Linked DNA regions of Mus musculus: regions 1, 2, 3 and 4 are each linked to region 5. A link is a contact called in public Hi-C, HiChIP or PLAC-seq and promoter capture Hi-C data. All regions are on one chromosome and are shown on one strand. Each heading gives the region's core, a stretch centred on a gene start, on an enhancer-like site or on the middle of the called end of the contact. The rest is flanking DNA. Distances are from core to core; before and after follow the strand shown.

Evidence for each region. Promoter capture Hi-C pulls out the DNA fragments that hold promoters and counts their contacts. A called contact is a pair of places that touch in the nucleus more often than the background predicts. HiChIP or PLAC-seq counts read pairs in DNA pulled down with a chosen protein or histone mark.
Region 1: a contact with region 5 is called in a Hi-C map of CD4 T cells, with 4 times the contacts expected there. The contact joins the promoter of Mrps27 here to the promoter of Ccnb1 in region 5. A contact is called at or near these places in 3 of 39 promoter capture datasets (hippocampal neurons, liver and pre-B cells) and 1 of 484 Hi-C or Micro-C datasets (CD4 T cells).
Region 2: an H3K27ac HiChIP or PLAC-seq map of embryonic stem cells shows a contact between it and region 5, with 3 times the contacts expected there. The contact joins the enhancer-like site here to the promoter of Ccnb1 in region 5. A contact is called at or near these places in 5 of 39 promoter capture datasets (embryonic stem cells, hippocampal neurons, liver and 1 more) and 3 of 115 datasets of contacts at active chromatin or transcription factors (embryonic forebrain and embryonic stem cells).
Region 3: a contact with region 5 is called in an H3K4me3 HiChIP or PLAC-seq map of bone marrow-derived macrophages, with 5 times the contacts expected there. The contact joins the enhancer-like site here to the promoter of Ccnb1 in region 5. A contact is called at or near these places in 3 of 39 promoter capture datasets (the 3T3-L1 cell line, cranial neural crest and liver), 3 of 115 datasets of contacts at active chromatin or transcription factors (bone marrow-derived macrophages, embryonic stem cells and pro-B cells) and 1 of 9 other capture datasets (liver).
Region 4: a promoter capture Hi-C map of liver shows a contact between it and region 5, with 3 times the contacts expected there. The contact joins the enhancer-like site here to the promoter of Ccnb1 in region 5. A contact is called at or near these places in 4 of 39 promoter capture datasets (frontonasal cranial neural crest, hippocampal neurons, liver and 1 more), 2 of 115 datasets of contacts at active chromatin or transcription factors (embryonic stem cells and large pre-B cells) and 1 of 9 other capture datasets (liver).

The regions. Positions count from the first base shown.
Region 1 is chr13:99,342,702-99,346,413 of GRCm38.p6, forward strand. Mrps27 (mitochondrial ribosomal protein S27) reads left to right here and starts at 2,085. Exons shown (of 11, transcript NM_173757.3): 1 at 2,085-2,174. The coding sequence starts at 2,102. Ptcd2 (pentatricopeptide repeat domain 2) reads right to left here and starts at 1,977. Exons shown (of 10, transcript NM_026873.2): 1 at 1,863-1,977; 2 at 612-704. The coding sequence starts at 1,968.
Region 2 is chr13:102,743,627-102,747,105 of GRCm38.p6, forward strand. All of the region lies in intron 26 of Mast4 (microtubule associated serine/threonine kinase family member 4), which reads right to left. Among named protein-coding and RNA genes, the nearest start is that of 1700099I09Rik, 15 kb to the right of the region's middle. Within about 2 kb of position 1,560, at least 90 of the 459 cell types and tissues checked have an H3K27ac peak or open chromatin away from gene starts, as enhancers often do. A contact at or near this core is called in embryonic stem cells, hippocampal neurons and stem cell-derived epiblast-like cells, where this site is marked.
Region 3 is chr13:102,714,919-102,718,604 of GRCm38.p6, forward strand. No RefSeq gene overlaps it. Among named protein-coding and RNA genes, the nearest start is that of Cd180, 23 kb to the left of the region's middle. Within about 2 kb of position 2,268, at least 12 of the 459 cell types and tissues checked have an H3K27ac peak or open chromatin away from gene starts, as enhancers often do. A contact at or near this core is called in bone marrow-derived macrophages, where this site is marked.
Region 4 is chr13:102,656,349-102,659,997 of GRCm38.p6, forward strand. No RefSeq gene overlaps it. Among named protein-coding and RNA genes, the nearest start is that of Gm41046, 8.3 kb to the right of the region's middle. Within about 2 kb of position 2,018, at least 66 of the 459 cell types and tissues checked have an H3K27ac peak or open chromatin away from gene starts, as enhancers often do. A contact at or near this core is called in liver, where this site is marked.
Region 5 is chr13:100,784,724-100,788,516 of GRCm38.p6, forward strand. Ccnb1 (cyclin B1) reads right to left here and starts at 1,763. Exons shown (of 9, transcript NM_172301.3): 1 at 1,659-1,763; 2 at 1,010-1,180; 3 at 734-895. The coding sequence starts at 1,679.

The DNA of each region.
Region 1 (3,712 bases), core at 835-3,334, 1.4 Mb before region 5:
AAGCACTTTTAACTCCTTAAGTATCTCTCAAAAGTAGGAGGGAAAAAAAAAAACCAGTATAATGACCCTCATCTGGCAATCAGTCTTAACAGGTGCCAAGTTTGCTAATTTTGATTCTTCTGTGTAGCCTAAATACAGTGAGCTTTTCAAAGTAAATCCTAGATTCTAAAGTGTGAAAAATCCAAATGTACTACCACACCATGGTCTTACTGACCTACAAGTATATCACAGGTCTACGGTATACTTAATCAACATTTGAAAGCCTGGACTCTTGAACTATGTAGTCTATTCCAATCTGCTGCCTTTCCAAGTCTATCTCTATCGATCTCCCAATTGATGCTGATGATGGTCCTCAAATCATATTCTGAGCAGCAGAGATCTAGATGACTGGCCACAGGGCTAATATCACTATTTTCGTGGGGTTCCTAGGGGCAGGGCTAAAGGAAGAGCCATGGACTTGAAGTACCAGAGTCTGAGAGAAAGGGTTGATGAGGAAACTAATGGTCACTCTGTCTTTTTTCTCTCTATGAGATAGGTCTTGAAAGAGTGAATAGAGACAAAGGAGAAATATGAATGACAGACGATTAAAGAATTAATAAAACAGATATTACCTTTGGTGCCAGGTAGGTTATATGCAATAGCTATCTTCTTATGTTGAAATTCCTTTAACTTCACAATGTTATCTGTGAGTAGGTATCTTTTAGCTAAAAAGTAGAAAAAGAAAATAAAGTCATTTTGATTGCTCTCCCCCTCCCCCGCAGCAAATAAGAGCATGGTTGCCTCTAAAGGATCCATCCAGAGAGGTACAAATACTATATATCCCTGGTGAGAAGCAAACATCTCCAGTCAAGTATTGAATGCAAGTCTTACATTTGAAAGAGGTAGGGATTGATGGAGTGTGAAGACTGGTTGACAAGATGAGCTATGAAGAACAAATGGGCATTTGCTATCTAGTTGGGGGCTAGCAATGCAGACACCTACACACACACACACACACACTGCAGACACCTACACACACACACACACACACACACACACACACTTTTGCTTGGTTTATTTTGGGAGAAACATGAAATATTGGGAAAAGCTATATCATGACTTCCAGTTTTGAAACTTCGGCACTGAAGATAGCCTTTCAGATCTGGACTCAGTAACCCTAGATCAGAAATCACTGACCACAGATCAGCAAGTCTGGAATGTACCCTTCTGCATCGTTGGCTGTGCATGAGATAAAAACAGATGAACCGTGCACTGAGATCTGACACAGTAAGGTAGTAACAAAAATAGTTGTTTATGAAAAGGCAGTCCTGTGACGCTGTCAGATCTGGGTCTTTAGTTCAAATACAGCATCTGCCAGCTCCCTGTGACCTTGGGCGAGTGACAACCTTGTCTACTTCCTATTCTGTAAATGAAGAAGGGTACCTCTGTCACTGGATGCTATGTGTGTGTGTGCGCGCCCACATTATAATAATTTTATTATCAATAGCAGTCACGCCTTCAGAAAGGCGGTAAGGAATAATTTGGGGGATGAGGACGCCTGCCTCGAGTCTTTGAGAATGTAAGCAGCACAGCTTGGGTTCCCATCTCTTAAACTCCGCACCAAAACCTTGCAGAAAAGGACACCCGACGACTGAGGTATGTTCTCGAAGAGCAACTTGGACCTTTGCAAGTGCAGTCCCTAGCTGCCCTTTGCTTTCCAGGCACAGAGCAGAGGGGTTCACAGTCCGGAAGCAAACCGGGCTGCTCACGCGTGCAGCAAAAGGGAAAGGGCGCACGAGCCTCCTCCAAAAAGAGAGGCCGCGGTGGGCTCACGCTCCCTTCTCTTCCACCCTCCCTCCTTCCAGGCGTGCGGCCGCTCGTACCTCCGAGAGTGCAGCGGCAGCAGGCGGAGCCTGAGCCCGTCACCCCGGGATGCAGCGAAGGACGCGGCACCCGCAGGCGTTCCAGGGGCCGAAACACTGTAGCCATGTTGTTCCGGGCCGGGCTGCACCATCTGCGGGACCCGGGCAGGGGGGACCTCTGAGGTGGTAGGACCACTTCCGGCGGAGGCGGGCTCTGTGCCTGTCCCCCCACGCCCGCCTTCCACTTGGTGCGCTCCAAGATGGCGGCTCCCATGGTGCGGTGTGGGATGCTCCTGGCTCGGCGACTAGACGCGTCTCGCCTTTGCCTCGCAGGTTGGTGGCTGCTGCCTTGGAGCTGCAGCTCCATTTAGGCCTCCCAGCACGCTGTTTATTGAAGGAAGGGGGTGATGGGCTTCCAGGAAGCGCATAAGTGCGTCTGGGATCCGGTTGCTAGAGAAGCCGTTTAGGGTATTGGTAACCCAGAAAGGAAAAATAATCCCTCTTCTTTAAGGCTAGTACCCGCCATTCCAAACTTTTGAAAAGTAGGGGAAGGCTGTAGCATGAGGTTCTGCGTATGTCTTGCAAGTTTAATGTATTAAATTAGTAGACTTCTTGGTGATCATGAAAAACCCAAATATGTTCACTCCGTGGGCTAGAACAGTTTTCTTCCCCTGAGATTTCTTTGGAGGGTCATCAGGCAAAAGTTTTCCCTCACTGCCTTGTACTTGATGACCCGAACCCTTGGTCTTCATCTCCTGAAAGAATTTTTCAACACTAGCCTCACTTTACCTGGTGACCTTGGCCACAACTTCTGCCTGACATTTCTTTTTTTTTTTTTTTTTCCACCAGTAGGTAAACAAGCAGAGCGATTTGATGGCTTGAGTTGAATCACATAATCACTCAAAGCCTTTTTAGGGTACCTAATGGTGAAAATACGTTTTGAAGTTTTTGCAAAACCCGAGTTTGTAGTGCTTACAATCTCGTAATCCTTGAAGATGTGCCAGATAACAGAAGTAAAATGAACTAACCACACTTGGATGTTTGCAATGCTGCTTGTTTTCAATCAGACTCCCTTAACACCAGTCACAAAAAGAGAAGCAATGCTCACTTGCTCTCACTCCTGTAAGTGTACAGCCATTTAAAAACTCCACAGTTGTCCTCAAGAGTTTTCTAAAGATAAAGTGTTTGAACTACCTGGCAAGAACACTTCATATCACACATTTGACAAATTGATACGAACAATATTTGGCACTAAGAGTGCTTTGTAGAGCTATTTGGCATATTTAATTGTGATTGGTAGTAAATTCTTTGAAGTTTCATAAGACCCACACTAGTAGATACAGGAGAGTAAGTTGGTTGCTTATAATGGCTGGGGCAACTATTGTAACAAAGGAATGGAAACTACACAGAGCAACTTGAGAGAACCTTTACTTTGGCAGTTTATACTCTGAAGCTATCCCAACTTGGTAGTTGCTAGTACTTGTAGCTATTTAAATTTAAGTTGAAGATAAATAAGATTAAAAACTAAGTTTCTTCACGGCAGTTAGTGTTTTATGTGGTCAGTACATCCATGTAGCTGATGTCTTTTGTCTTGGACAATTTAAAATGTAACATTTTTATTTCTACAGAAGTTTTTTGGACACTGCATTAGACCACAGATGGAGGCTATAGGAAGGCAATATAAGTACATCAGTGTATAAATACCCTAATTCAAGTACTCAGCTTGTACAAATTCATGACAGATGAGTCAGTATATGCAACACTTTAAGACTTCTACATAGTCTACTTAAAATAGGATGAAAGAATACAGCCCAAATGATCAAAAAGATAGAAGAAAAATGAACTGAGATAGAGCAACAACAGGTATGTGA
Region 2 (3,479 bases), core at 310-2,809, 2.0 Mb after region 5:
ATTTCACTGCTACTTTTTTACTGTAATTTTGCTACCGTTATGAATCCTAATGTACACATCCGATATGCAGGGGTTTGCAAACGCCAGGGGTTACGACCCACAGGCTGGCCACCACTGCTTCAGGGAGCTCTTTGTTGATGTTTTATCTCTGGCTTATAATTGAAAACACAGTGTTTTTATTATTGCCTTCATAGCTCTTCATATATCATTTTAGAAGTATAATCTCCCACCTAATAATAGATTTGCAGAAAATATTTTAGGTAGGTGGGGTCTGAATTCCAACAGAAAGGTAAGTCATATGTCCTACATGTAGGTGCAAAACTTTAAAACATTTACATTTTCTTTAACGGGAGAGGTTGGCTTATTTCTCACCAAGTGGAAAATTCGCTATTGAAGATTCGTGGAAGGAGGCCTTCATGAATGGGATGAAAAGGGGCAACAAGGCTGCTGGGACTTATCTTTCAAAAGTGTTCTTTGCTACTTTCCTATACTGAGTGCACACACACCTCCATATGATCACTAGGTTGATATCCCATGAGCCACTGGGGCTTGTATTCCAATGCATCTCAACATTGCCTTTTTTTTTTTTTTAAAGCACAGTCTAACACTGTAGATCAGGCTAGCCCAGAACTCACAGGGTAGCCCACACTGGTCTCAAACATGTGCCAGTTCTTCCTCGTCAGCCTCTGGAGGGCTAGAATTGTGGTTATGTCCCGTCACACCTGGCTCAGACTTTCATATCCTAGTAGGAGGCTAACAATGCCACCTGGTGTTTTAAAAATACAATTTAGCTTTAAAGTCATTCTCATGTATAATCTTTATTCTTATAATCAAGATCCGAGGGTTGGGTCACTACTCCTGAGGTGAGAAAGGACTGTCATTGTTGGACTATAGATAATGATAACAGTTTCAAGGACCCCTGAGATTCTTGCTCTCAGAGTCATGGTGGTAAATGGAACCATCAAAGTCTGGCTACTCTGTCCTTCATCCCCCAGTGCCCCTCCTTCCCGATCTGCTCCGCATGGGCAGCGGGTGCTTGGTCCCCTCTACCTCTCCAGTGCCTGGCTTGTGTCCACCACAGTGGCGGTCAGCAAACCATCATGGGCCATGTGGGGCATGCTCAGAGAACTAGATCACTGAAAAACGAAGGAGGCATAAGCATGATAAAATTGTGAATGATAAATTAGAGTACAAATCATGAGTGCTTCTCACTAGAAAATGGAGAGGAGCAGGGCCCGCTGACTCAGCATGTATTGAGGCTCTGAATAAATGCCCCCTTCCACAAAAGCTAAACCTACTTTTTGTTTGTTTCTACTTATGACTTTTCAAAAAGCGGTTTGTTGGACTGATATTCATACACCAAAGACAGCTCCTGTAGTAAAAAATGCACAAGGTGCATCATGCAAATATTAATCAGAAGCATCAGGAGAAATGGTAAATGAATAGAAAAAAAAAAATACTGGGTGCTGTTTGCGAAGCCTGCCACCTAGTGGATCCACCTAGCTACAGCAGGAGCTACAAGGAAGCTGGGGCGTGAGAGAACTCTGTGATAGCTGTCTGAGAAAACAATAGCAGCAGCAACAGAACTAGGCAAGCTGACTGCTAGATGTCTGCTTAGTTTGCTCTGACTTGCAAGTCTTTCCGGGTTTCAGTGCACAAGGGGAGAGGAGAAGTTTTAAGTGGGCTGAACTGAGTCAAGGTTTCTTCCTTCTGGCCTCCCTTGTGTTGTGGCCCTGACTCTCATCCTCCGCCCTAGCTCCAGCCTGCTAGCACACCTTACCCCAACATGAACCAAGGCCTCAACCTACTAGGCTCACTGTGTACTTCCCAACACCTGAGACCCACCCACCTCACATTTGCATTTCTATCCATGTTGCCTGGGCTATCCCTACTTCTCCTCAACTCCCCGAACCATCATTTAAGGCCTGTACAGATTAACCCTCAGTTCTCTTGAGCTTTTTCGATGCCAGTAGTCTTTCCTTCTTGGGAACTTCTGCCACGTTTACAGTCTGTTCCTTAGGTTTAGCACTTTGATTATAGCCTGGTGATGCTAGGCCTTCCTACTGTGAGCACTGGATGATGAGGCACTCCTAATTAGATGCTTGTGTTGGAGAAGTGTGTGGTAGGCACTGAAAGCACAGCCTCTGACTCACGCTGCCTGGGTTGAAATCACTGACCTAGCAGATGGTTGTGGCTGCCTTGCTCATGGCTCTCTACTTTGGTTTGTGTGTCTGGAAAATGGGGACACCTCTATTTATAGCATCTGCCTCAGAGAAGAACCGAGGGTCACATGAATTTGTGTAAAACCCAGCAGAGCCTGGCGGGTGCCAAGTACTCTTGCTTCATTAGCTATGTATGTGTATGAGTTTTGTGTAGGATCGTGTGTGTGTGTGTGTGTGTGTGTGCGTGCACGTGTGCACACGCACAAGCATGTGAGGCCAGAAGACATCCTTGTTTCTTGATACATGATCTGAAACTCACCAAGTAGGCTGACCTGGCTGACCAGCAAAGCCTGTGACATTCCTGTCTCTACTCCCCAGTGGTGAGTGCACAAGTGCCACTGACTGCAGGTGTCTGCACCCCGTGTGGTTTTAGAGCAGTGGTTCTCCACCTGTGGGTCATAACCCCTTTAGGGGATCACATGTCAGATATTCACATTAGGATTCATAACAGTAAGAAAATTACTGTATGGAGTAGCAATGAAAATACTTTATGACTGGGGGCCACCACCACATGGAGAACTGTAATAAAGGGTCACAGCATTAGGGGGCTGAGGACCACTGTTCTAGAGGATCAAACTCAAGTCCCCATGCTTGCCAGGGAAGTACTTTACCAACGGAACTATAACCTCAGCTCCCCATCAGCTATTTCCCTGAGTTGTTTTAGATGACGCTTGCAGCATTTAGCCCAAAGCTCTGGAAATACAAGGAAATACGGAAGGATGACAGTCATGCCATTTGGTTGTCCCCACCCCATACTTGAGAAGCTCCCAGAGTTCCTGAAGTTCCTGAACCAAGTGCTGGTGAGGCCTAGAGGTTTTCTTATGCACCAAGAATTTAAACAAAGTAATACGGCTGAGTGGAAAGTTCCTTAATTATAGGGTTAAGCCTGACCTGTTATCGCTCGAGCAAAGGCTGAAAACTGGGACACTATGGTCTCCATCTACGAAAGACCATGAAGTTATTTTAGAAAGACTGATGCTGTCCCACGATCAAGCTCTCCTGGAAGGGAAGGAATGAGGGACCTGACCATCCACTCATCCCAGGAGTCTACACTGCTGACTGCTGTTGGACCCGCCTCCCTGTACTCGTGAGCTGAAGGTTCCACAGCAGGGCTACTTCAACGCTGTAAGGGGAAATGAGACTCAAGGTGCAGCAATGAGATGTAGAAAGTGCTCCTGGTGTTCTCAACCCACGAGACAGATACTGTAGTTCCTGTGCTTCTACATGTGTGCACACAGCCCTACTAGTGATCTTGCT
Region 3 (3,686 bases), core at 1,018-3,517, 1.9 Mb after region 5:
ATGAATAGCAATGTGGAAGTGTAAGCCAAATAAACCCTTTCCTCCCCAACTTAGTTCTTGGTCATGATGTTTGTGCAGGAATAGAAACCCTGACTAAGACACCACCCTTGAAGAAACCTGAGTGTCCCTCTCCCAGAAGCCCTCAACTGTCAATAGTTTCTCAGGGGTGGCACTAACTGAAAGATAGTATCTTTATGTGTGTTTTCAAATGCAATTATCGCACCCAACCTCTGTGGGTCACTATTGTTTTTCTAGTAAAGACAGAGGGTGCCATAGCTGTTGCCAAGGATCACTGTTGGAATGAGGAGGGGCGTGTATCACAGTGGGCCATTCACAGAAGCTGCACTGGGTCCAACAGGAGTGGCTATATCTCCAGCTTGGGAGAATTTCTTTAGCATGACACCATTTAACAAAGCACATGTATTCCAAAGTGACAGTACACTGTGACAAATTTTTTTAGGAAGGTTGGTACTTAAGGATATGGTTTAAAGTGGCACTGATACATGCATTCTGGCTATAGCCTGCCTGCAGTGGATCCTCCAAGCATCTTCATCCTTCACCTTCCCGGCTACAGATAGCCATCTGCTGGTGAAGCTTAATGAAAGAGGATGGATATTTCTAAGAGACCTTGGTTTCACCAAATTAATAGACTTTTTGTAGAGCTGTGTAAGGTACTAACTTGTACCATGGCCAACAGGTCTTTCTTCTTTCCACACCCAAGTATGCTGGACCAACATGTCATTGACTACACAGAGAACTGGGCTCTTGAAACAGCAAGAGGTTCCCAGGACCCAACAGGGATGACCTTAGCCAAAATACCCAACAAAGGGGGATAGAACCTATAGAGACCATATCCAGTGATTAGGCACAGCCTCCAGTTGAGGGATGGGGTTACCCACCCATCTCAAAAATATTAACCCAGAATTGCTCCTGTCTGAAGGAAATGCAGGGACAGAGAGTGGAGCAGAGGCTGACCAATACAAATGCAGATGCTCGCAGCCAAACCTTGGACTGAGCACAGGGACCCCAATGGAGAAGTTAGGGCAAGGACTGAAGGAGCCGAAGGGTTTTGCAACCTTATAGGAAGAACAACAATATCAACCAACCAGACCTTCCAGAGCTCCCAGGGACTAAACCAACCAAAGAGTACACATGGCTCCAGCTGGATGTGTACCAGAGGATGGCCTTGTCTGGCATCAAAGGGAGGGAAGGCCCCTGGTCCTGTGAAGGCTTGATACCCCAGCATAGGGAGATGCTAGGGTGGTGAGGCGAGAGTGGATGGTGGGTAGGAGGAGCACTCTCATAGAAGCAGGGGGTAATTTCCTAGGTAAGTCAAATTGCTAGGTTGTGGAATTATCCTAGGTTGATTGATGTGGTGAGAGAGGACATGACCTTCTGGGTGAGTGCTAACCGTCACTTTGTGCTACAGGAAGACAATAAGACTGCTAGGTAGTTCATGGTTTGGGGTCTGGAATTCTGGCTAATCATATAACCTAAGAACTCTTGGTATGGGTTTGTTGTTGTGTTTATTTGCTTGCTTTATACATGTGTTGGTTGTGTTTTACTATTTCCTATGTTTGCTTTCTAAAAATATCTTTAAAACATAGAGGCTACAACAAGGAAGTTTTAATGTAGGTTGAACCGTGTATGTATAAGGTAATTTAGACAAGGATCAAAGACATCACAGAATTAATGGTTAGGGGTGGATATCAGGGCCTCCCTTGGGCTAACTTAGAGCTCCACCACTGAGCCATACCCTTCTAGCCCTTAGGTTCATTCACAGCTGCATATAGAAACGTTTCAATGGCTAAATAAAGGGCAAAGAGAGCTGTTTGGAGAGTTGCGCCCTCCGTTCAGTAGGATTCTTCAAGCTGCTTTACGATGTAAGACATCTTAGGGCAGCCAGAACCATGCTTTTCTGTGCTTCCTGCTAACAGGATCTGCATCGACCGCAATGGTAGCACAGACTGGTTTGCAAAGTTACCAATGTTTAGTTATCCTTTTAGTCCTATCTTTAGTGAAGGAAATATATCTCTGTAAAGAACATTTCTATTCACCTTTTCTGTGCCTAGAAGGAAAGGAAAGACTACATTTCTGAATGTTCTCCCAGGGAAAGAACTAAGATGTATCCTGGAGTACCTTTGACCAAATACACTAAGTGGGCTTTCTGTATGTGTTAATCTCAGCAGATGTTGGTCTGTAGGCCTGAAATTTGATTCCAGCCAACAACCTTAGGGCAATAATGAGGAAGATCAGTCCAGAAAGGGGAAGGGTGATTTGACACAAGCCCTTGCTAAGATGAGGAAATTGGAAAGGGCAAAGAAAATATACACTGAGTGAGGCTTTTAAAATAATGAAAGGGCCCTTAGGTGCTTGGGGTTGTTTTGACAAGTTCTGTCAGCCCGTATTGACATTCTCTGTCATGGGATAAGTTATCTTCAGAGGACTGTAAGAACCAAGGCCCTTTGGAGTGGTGGTTCTCAACCTGTGGGTGAAGACCCTTTTAGGAACCAAATGACCTGTTTGTTCACAAGGGTCTTATATCAGATGCCCTGCATACCAGATATTTATAGTATGATTAATAATAGTAACAAAATTATAGTTCTGAAGTAGCAATGGAATAATTTTGTTGTTGGGGGTCACCACAGCATGAGGAACTGTATTAAGGGGTTGCAGCATTAGGAAGTCTGAGAGACAGTGCAATGGAGGCTCTGTCTTTTAACTGCAGGAGAACTTAGGAATGCTTTTGCTTTGGTGCTCAGATGGCTGAGATAGATAGAAATTTATGGATGGAATTTTTCCTAGTTTCCAGAATCCTCCTGACGTCTTAAGAGTCTAGCTGTAGCAAATTACATGCGGGAAATTTATGAACTGTCAGATGACTTTTTTTCAGATATTAAAAACGAAAACAGGCTTTTTATTAATTCTGATTTGATTGTGTGTTTGTGGAGAGAGTCTGGCAAGATAAATTGCAGCCTGACTTCAGGACATGTTCTAATTACCATTGACTGGAATAGAATACGAGAAACTGTTTTGAAGAGAGAAGACATCTATTTACTTTTCTCATTGGAAAAAAATGTGTAACATGTTTGACTAGCTGGAAAATACTGAATAATAGAACCTATTCATTTATCAGGTACCTGGCTGCCCATGTAACACATTCTAGTAGCACCAGGAAAAGATGATAAATGGAATAAGTAGAGTTCCTCTGTCACAGAGTGTCATAGAAGAAATGTGTTTATATACACTTTAAGCAATAGAATATGAAAAATTAGTAATTACCTCAAGCGCTGAGAGGAAAGAGGGTTGTCCATTCACAGTTCTGTGTTATGTTGATGAATTACTGATGAATGGGTGAACTAAATTCACAGATTTCATTCCTCTGCTCCTTATTTAATATGCATGGTGCTGGTCTCAGCTTAGTGGATGACAATGAACGATCTCTGGTGGTGGAACATCTTGGTATCATATAGTAGAGAAAAGTGGTTCTTAGGTCTCTTTGTAGTCATAAAGACAATTGTTTTGTGAGGAAATGTTTCTAGACTGTCAAATGGTGTGTATCTGAAAAATGCTGATACCAAGTATTTTCAACTGTTCTATAAGCTTTGGGCGCAAATGAGTCTTACTAAGAGTAAAATGCTAATAAATGGTTATTGATTTCTTCTGTTGTATTTCAACTAATGATT
Region 4 (3,649 bases), core at 768-3,267, 1.9 Mb after region 5:
GTGGGCTGGGCCTTCCTTCCTGAATTGTTAATCAAGAAAATAACAACACTGAGATGCCTAAAGACCAATCTCACGAAGAAAGCAATTCTTTAATTGTGGTTCCCTCTTCCCAGTGTCTCCAAAACTAATCGGAGCTGTTGCTCCATGCGTTCTTTGCAAACTAAGTCACTGGAGACTCTTGTTAGAGGCGTGGTCCTCTAATAAGACAGTGGCCCTGAGGCACCGTAAGTTGCTCAGAGCCCGGCTGATCACCATCTTCCTCTTGCCTCTTGCTGTCCCCTTACGGTACCCACAGCTGCTTTAAGGATCTCTGGGCCTATCAACTCCTCAGGGTCACCCCATCAGCATCTACTTTAAACTAGTACTCTCTCTTCACACAGAACCATTTAAAGCATGCGGTGACAATCCTGCCACCTGTCCTTCTGAGGTTAATTGCACTGATCCTCCTAGGGAATGAACATGGCCCTACCACTGCCTGCTCAGCACACTTTCTTCCCTGGCTTCCTTTTCTCCACTGAGGCATGTGTGAGGCTCCCTGGGCTCAGCCCCACAGTCCTGGTCCCCACCCTCTGACATCTTCACCTCCTGCTTGCCCATTCACCTATACTAACCCTGTTCTCTGGATTGCCCTGATCCTCTCACCTCTCCATTACCCCTGTCTCTCACAGACTGCTTGCAGCCCTGCAAACTTCTCTGCTTCCTTCAGGGTTGAAGCCAGTTGCCATCTTCCCTTGGAAAGATCCTTAATTACCCTCTACTATCAAGAGAAAGATCTGCTTTAAGAGGAAAATCAGTTTAACAACAAACAAACAAAAAGCACCTACATTATTTGATTTTCTGTCTTTAGCTAACCCTCCCACCCCACCTCACCGCTGGCCCCCAACATGATTCTTGTAAGCGTTGAGGGGCTTGAATCTTTTGATTTTTGCACTCACGGTGCGGCAAATTACCATGTGTTGAACGAATTTAAATGTCTTGATCTGAGGAACCATTGTGCCCTGGGCAGTGTTGTGTGCCAAGGGCATTACAGATGAGCCCCATCTTTTGCCTTTCGGTTTTATGGCCAGAGCCTAAAGTTAATAGCAAACATCCTCGTTGGTCTGGTTTGGTAAAACCCAGCAGCCAGCACCTGACTGGTAACAAACGACCCTGCATTCCAGAGCATGTTGGCCTCATGTCCCACTTTCACTTTAAGGCTTTGAAAGTTAAACCCATTCTCTGTTCCTTCTTGTTCTTCTTGTTCTTCTTCTTCTTGTTCTTCTTGTTCTTCTTCTTCTTCTTGCTCTTCTTCTTCTTCTTTCTCTCTCTCTCTCTCTCTCTCTCTCTCTCTGTCTCTGTCTCTCTCTCTCCATAGAAGCATGTATGAGAGAATACTGCATAGAGGAGAGTAGATGGAGTTAAAGAGAGAGAAAGAGAAACAGAGGCAGAGAGACAAAGAGCTACAGAATTCACCTGGCCACTGGGTATTAGTCAAACACATACTGGCCACACCCAGACAGAAGACTGAACAATGACATAGGACTAGGGACCTTGTCCAAGGGGCCACAGTGATGGCCATCAACATTAGCATACCTGCCTCCAAAATAAATTTGCCAGTGTGTGCTTCACCCTGTCAATCTTCCTGTCCAATATTTCCACCTTAGAAAACCGTCATCCTACCTACTTGAGCGCTGATCATAGCAAGTACCATGCTTAGGATTTTTCAGAGGAATCTGGCTAACTTGCTAAAGCCTAAGAACCTTCTAGATTGTGGATTGACTTCTATCACGTTCACTTGTGGTCTAGGACATGCCCACGAGGCTTGTAATAGCGTCTAATATTGTTCTTTTTAAATGTTTTATCTATTCTTCATCCCTGTAAATGACATTATACTCATGTTCTAAGCAGTGAAGGGTCCATACAGTTTGTCACACAGCATGCTGATTCAACTAAATGCTTCCATACCACAGACTGAAGGGAAGTAAGCATTTCTTGTGGGTCTCGAGGTCCCTCCCCAGCTCCTAGCATTGTTTGAGTTTGTCTGGCTTGAATGGAGGCCAGCTGATTCTCCTCCAAGTTCCATTTTGGGTCAGATCTCAGGAGACAGCCTGTCTGGTGGCTCAAAAAAAAAATATCTGGCAGAATAGCCACCCCAACCTGGAGTCAGGGTGGATCCCCCCTGCTTTAGACCCTTCTTCAGACCCCTGGTGCCCTGAGGGGGGCACGCCGAAAGGTGGGGAGTACTCTGATTTCTTCAGCTGAGCCTCTGAGTGTGCTGCTAAGTGGGAAGTCCCGCACAGGCAGCCAGGCTGCTCGGCATCCTTCTCTCTTACACAACCAGTGTCTCCTGCCAGGCGCCTTATGTCATCTTCATTCTCTCCTGTGTTTACTCATGGGTGTCTCCTTTTGTGGCCTCAAAGCACTTTTAGCTGTCTACCACTATTTAGTAGTTAGTCAATGGGCTGGACCCCACTAAGTTCCTTGCAAAGATCACAAGATCTAGAAGAGGGGTTTCCACTTGCAAAGACCTTAAAATCTTGAAATGGCTACAAAAAGCCACAAGCACAATGTGGTTGTTGTATGGTATATATGTTACATGGCCCTTTTGACTGACAGATTTCTCTGTGAGCTGCTGAGATTATCTTCAGATAGTCAAGTATGGCCTATCCCTCAAGACAGCAAGGCTAGATGGGACCTGGTTTCCTGGTAACCGTGTCGGCCCTTCTTGTTAGTTTACACAACCCACTTTAAACGCATTTTGAAGTGGAATTAAGTATTCTCATTGATTTACAACTGACACTTTATTGGTGAAAAATTACTCATCAAGGTTGTCATTATAAGTTTGTCTTTTGTATCATAACTCTCAGGAAAAATTTCAATACTTATTTCAAATGAAACAACAGAAGAACTTGGTAACTGATATATTGTTATTATAAACAACTTTTGCATAATTTATTATTTTGATTTATTTTCTATTCTTTAAAAGCAGTGTGTGTATGTGTGTGTATACATGTATGTGTATGTATATATATATATATGTGTGTGTTTGTATGTGTATGTATATATGTGTGTATGTATGTGTTTGTGCATGTGTGTATGTGTGTGTATATATGTGTACGTGTGTATATGTATTTGTATGTGTATGTGTGCAAATGAGTAGGTATATATGTGTATGTGTATATATGTATATGTGTGTATGTGTATGTGTATGCATATTTGTGTGTATATGTGTATATGTATATGTATGTATGTGTGTGTATGTATGTGTATGTGTGGATACACACACCACAACATGCATGAGAAGACTAGGGGACAGCTTTGTAGATTCAGTCCTCTCCCTCCATTTTGATGTGGGTTCCAGTTACAGAACTCAGGTCACCTGGCTTGCACCAAAGCACCTTTACCCACAGAGCTATTTCACTGGCCTATGGATTCTTTTCTTTCATCTGTGGTATAAATAATAACAATATAGACCAGTGGGGTAAGAAGAACTGGAGAAAGGGGTCATGAATTTGAACCTACTTTTTCCTCATCTTGTGAATTTGGAAAAGAATAATAGCTTTTAGCTTGTGGCTTTGTCTTTGTTTTGTTTTGTTTTTTAATAAAGAAAGCCTAGTTTGTATGACGTATAAAGCACAGTATTATGTATGTTATTTTCTACTTGCCTGGT
Region 5 (3,793 bases), core at 513-3,012:
AACATGCACCAATCATCACACCTAGTAGTAAAATCTGGTGCCTTCGACGTGTATGCTTTTTTTGTTGTTGCATTTTTCTCTTTTGCATTTTAATACTCAAGGACTGAACCCAGGGCCTCCTAATATGCTGAACACAATCTAACAGGCTACAAACTCAGGCAAACTTCATTTTTAGGCTTAAATGCTAACCCATCATTCCATCATTATCATCTTTTTTTGTTTTCAAATACGGAGTTTCACTATATGTAGCTCTGGCTAGACTGGACCTTGTTACAGAGACTCAGAGCCCCACCTGCCTCTGGCCAGACAGAATACTGGGATTCTACCAAGCACCTTATTTTATTAATTAATCTCATTTCTCTGCCTGAAATCTTTTTAAAAATAGTTTTTGAATATACCATCCCAGCATTGGAGGTGGAAATCTCAAGTTCAAGGACAGCATGAGCTACAGAGACACAGAAAAGAAAATGATTTATGCCCACATCCGTGTCCCAGGCCAGCCAGGAGTACATAGTGAGTGAGACTCTGGTGTCTACATAAAACAAAAAGCCCCACCATATTTATCTGCCACCATTTGACGCAGGGTGCTAATACTCACCCCAGAGTCGTTAATGCATGTAAAATGTTTTTGCTAGCCACTCAATAATAAGTAATATATTTAAATGCTGTCATGTGCATCAACGTGAAATGAAGTCAGAGAGAAGAAACAAACTTTTAAAAAATGCAAGTTTACCAAAATAGGTTCAGGAGAAAGCTTCTCTTCTCTAACATGTTCAAGTTCAGGTTCAGGCTCAGGCTCAGCAAGTTCCACCTCTGGTTCACACACAGGCACCTTCTCTACAGGTTTTGGTAGGGCTTTAACAGTACCTTTTCCAGTACCTAGCGTTTTTGCTTCCTGTGGATGAAAGGGAGAGAACAGAATGTTTTCCCAAGGGTGACAGCTAGAAGATGGGCCTTTTCAGGTTAATTGGGCTAGGGAGATCGGTACCCTTTTCAGGGCGATAGTTACCCTTTTCAGAGGCACTCTTGCCTGTAGCTCTTCGCTGACTTTATTACCAATGTCTCCAAGAGCAGTTCTCGGTCTCAGCCCGGGCTTGGAAGCAGCAGTAACTGTCACAGGCACACGCTTGGCGCCTGCCATACTGACCTTGGCCTTATTTTCTGCGTTAATTTTCGTGTTCTGAAAGAAGTAAAAGAACAACTTGAAAAGGGTCCACGGCAGCAAGCAGGCAGCCCCGAGGAAGTCACGGGTTAATTAAGGCGGGACCTAACTAAGGAAAGCAAGGGTGGTAGGATCTAGCCTCCAGCCGTGACAAGCAAGTTTCCACCCAAATCTTTCACCTTTAATCCAGTTTCCCCTTAAGTCCTAAGCCACCCTAAACATGGTGAATTTACATCGGAAAGGATGCCATAAAAGCCTCCGTCGTAGACAGCTCTCCGGGAAGGCGAAGAATTCACCCTGGGCCTTCACCATTAAGAGCACAGCACCCACTCCCCACAAGTCCTGCAGCCCAGATAGGTCCAGAGGTCTTTTTCACCCTCCATAAGGTGGGTCCTCAGCTCCCCGGCCTCGCCGGAGCCCTCCCGGATCCCCCTCCCGCTCCGGGATCCCGCGGTCTTCTCCCGCCGCGATCACCGCAGCGCCTGGCCCGACTCACCCTAGTGACCCTGAGCGCCATGGCTCCTCCAAAATCAGAGGTTCCCCGATTCGAGAAGACACCCTAACCTCTGGCTATCCACAGCTAAACACTAACAGCCGTTCCTCCGCAGCACGCCGGGAGGAGTCTGCCGGGCTTAGGTTTAAACCCCGGGCCGCTCGCTCCTCATTGGCCAGTTCGTGGCACTCGCTCTCTTCCCATTGGCGCCGCGGGTTCCCGTAGAATGCGTTTCCTGGGCGATCCCGCGATCCCAAGTTCGGCGGGGGTGGGGCGGGGGCGGGGCCAGAGCGAGGCTGCCGCTGGCAGCACCGCCCACCCCTCGCGAGGTCAGGCTCTATGCCTGCGCACAAGTCGCATTGCTGCCACCTGCCTTAGGTAGGCATGGCGTGCAGTGCTCACTTGTGTGCTGTCCAAGCTAGCCCAGGCGACTCCGTTGGACTTTAGGAAAATGACTGTGGGGAGTACGCATATCAGTTTTGCTGTTGTCCTATTTATTGTTTCTCATCCTCTTCTATAGAAGTGCCAATACTATCTTAAGAGTTCCCGAAAGCTTTGTTGCAGAGACGGTCTTTAATATGACTGTTCCAACAGCTATCTGGGATGGATTTTGAGGTTGATAGCATGAAGTTTTAGCACACATACACATAGTAAATGTTTTTTGTTTTGTTTTTGCTTTTTGTTTTTTCGAGACAGGGTTTCTCTGTATAGGCCTGGCTGTCCTGAAACTCACTCTGTATACCAGGCTGGCCTCGAACTCAGAAATCCACCTGCCTCTGCCTCCCAAGTGCTGGGATTAAAGGCGTGTGCCACCACCGCCCAGCTGTAAATGGTTATTATAAGCAAATAGATTAACATACCAAGCTCCCCAATAGCGACTGCCCCAGTGATAAAAGAAAATGTGCCTTATGCTTAATTTTGCTCTAAGTTTAAGATTACTCCAAAAATATAGTTTTGTAAAATCTTATTTAACAAAGATCTCTATTGCAACTCTCTATCTTTCTATGTCAAACTCCTTATTAAGGCTTATTAACTTCAGTGAAATTTTCCACATTAATTTTCAGTAACACTAACGCGGATTTATTTATTGACCAGGATCTCTTGTAGCACAGGTTGTTGGCATTCCTTCTATGCTCCGCCCAACAGTTACCTAGCAACAGCCAGGTAGGCCTGGCTTGCTATAAAAAGGACTGTTTGGCCTCTCCCTCTCTCTCTGACTCTGCCCTCTTTTCTCTCTCTGTCCCTTTTCTCCCTCTCTCCCTTCTCCCTCTCTTCACAGGTTCCTGGCCAGCTTCTTTTCTTCTTTTTCTCCTTCTCCCTCCCCCCATCTTTTCTCCTCTCTCTCTTTCTCTCTCCCACCCCCCCTTCTCGTCCCTTCTCTTTCTCTGTCTCTATTCACTTCTCACCTTCCTTTCCCATGCCCCCAAGTAAGCTGTTCTATGGTAGACCCGTCATATGGCTGGTACCTGGGGTGAGGAGTGGAAGCCTCAGTACGGGCCCACTGAGGGCACCCCCTCCCACCACACCATCCTGTGCTCTCTAAAACATATTCTTGGTTTTATAAAATGCATCACAGGTTGTTGAACTTCATGTGTAACTGAGAGTGACCTTAAATCTCCTGCTCTCCCTCCCCTGCCTCCTCATTGTTGAGGTTACATATACATCTTTTTTTTTTTTTTTTTTTTTTTTTGGTTTTTCGAGACAGGGTTTCTCTGTGTAGCCCTGGCTGTCCTGGAACTCGCTCTGTAGACCAGGCTGGCCTCGAACTCAGAAATCCGCCTGCCTCTGCCTCCCGAGTGCTGGGATTAAAGGCGTGCGCCACCACGCCCGGCTCTTACATATACATCTTTACACGGGATTTATGTCACACCGGAGACTGAACCCGGGATTTCAAGCATAGTGGACAAGCACTACCAATGGAGCTGTATCCCTAGCCCTGTAGTAATCATTGCTTTACAAATTAAGATATGTAGTAAGCAAATACTATATCCCAGGATTCCCTGCTCATCCCCCGACCCTGTGTGTATGTAAGTCTGGCTTGTTTTATTTGAGACAAGGTCTTATCACACTCGCTTGAAGCAGTGTGCTTCAGGTTTCCCAGCTTTTGAAAGCTTGTCACCTGAGCTGGGGTGGGCCTT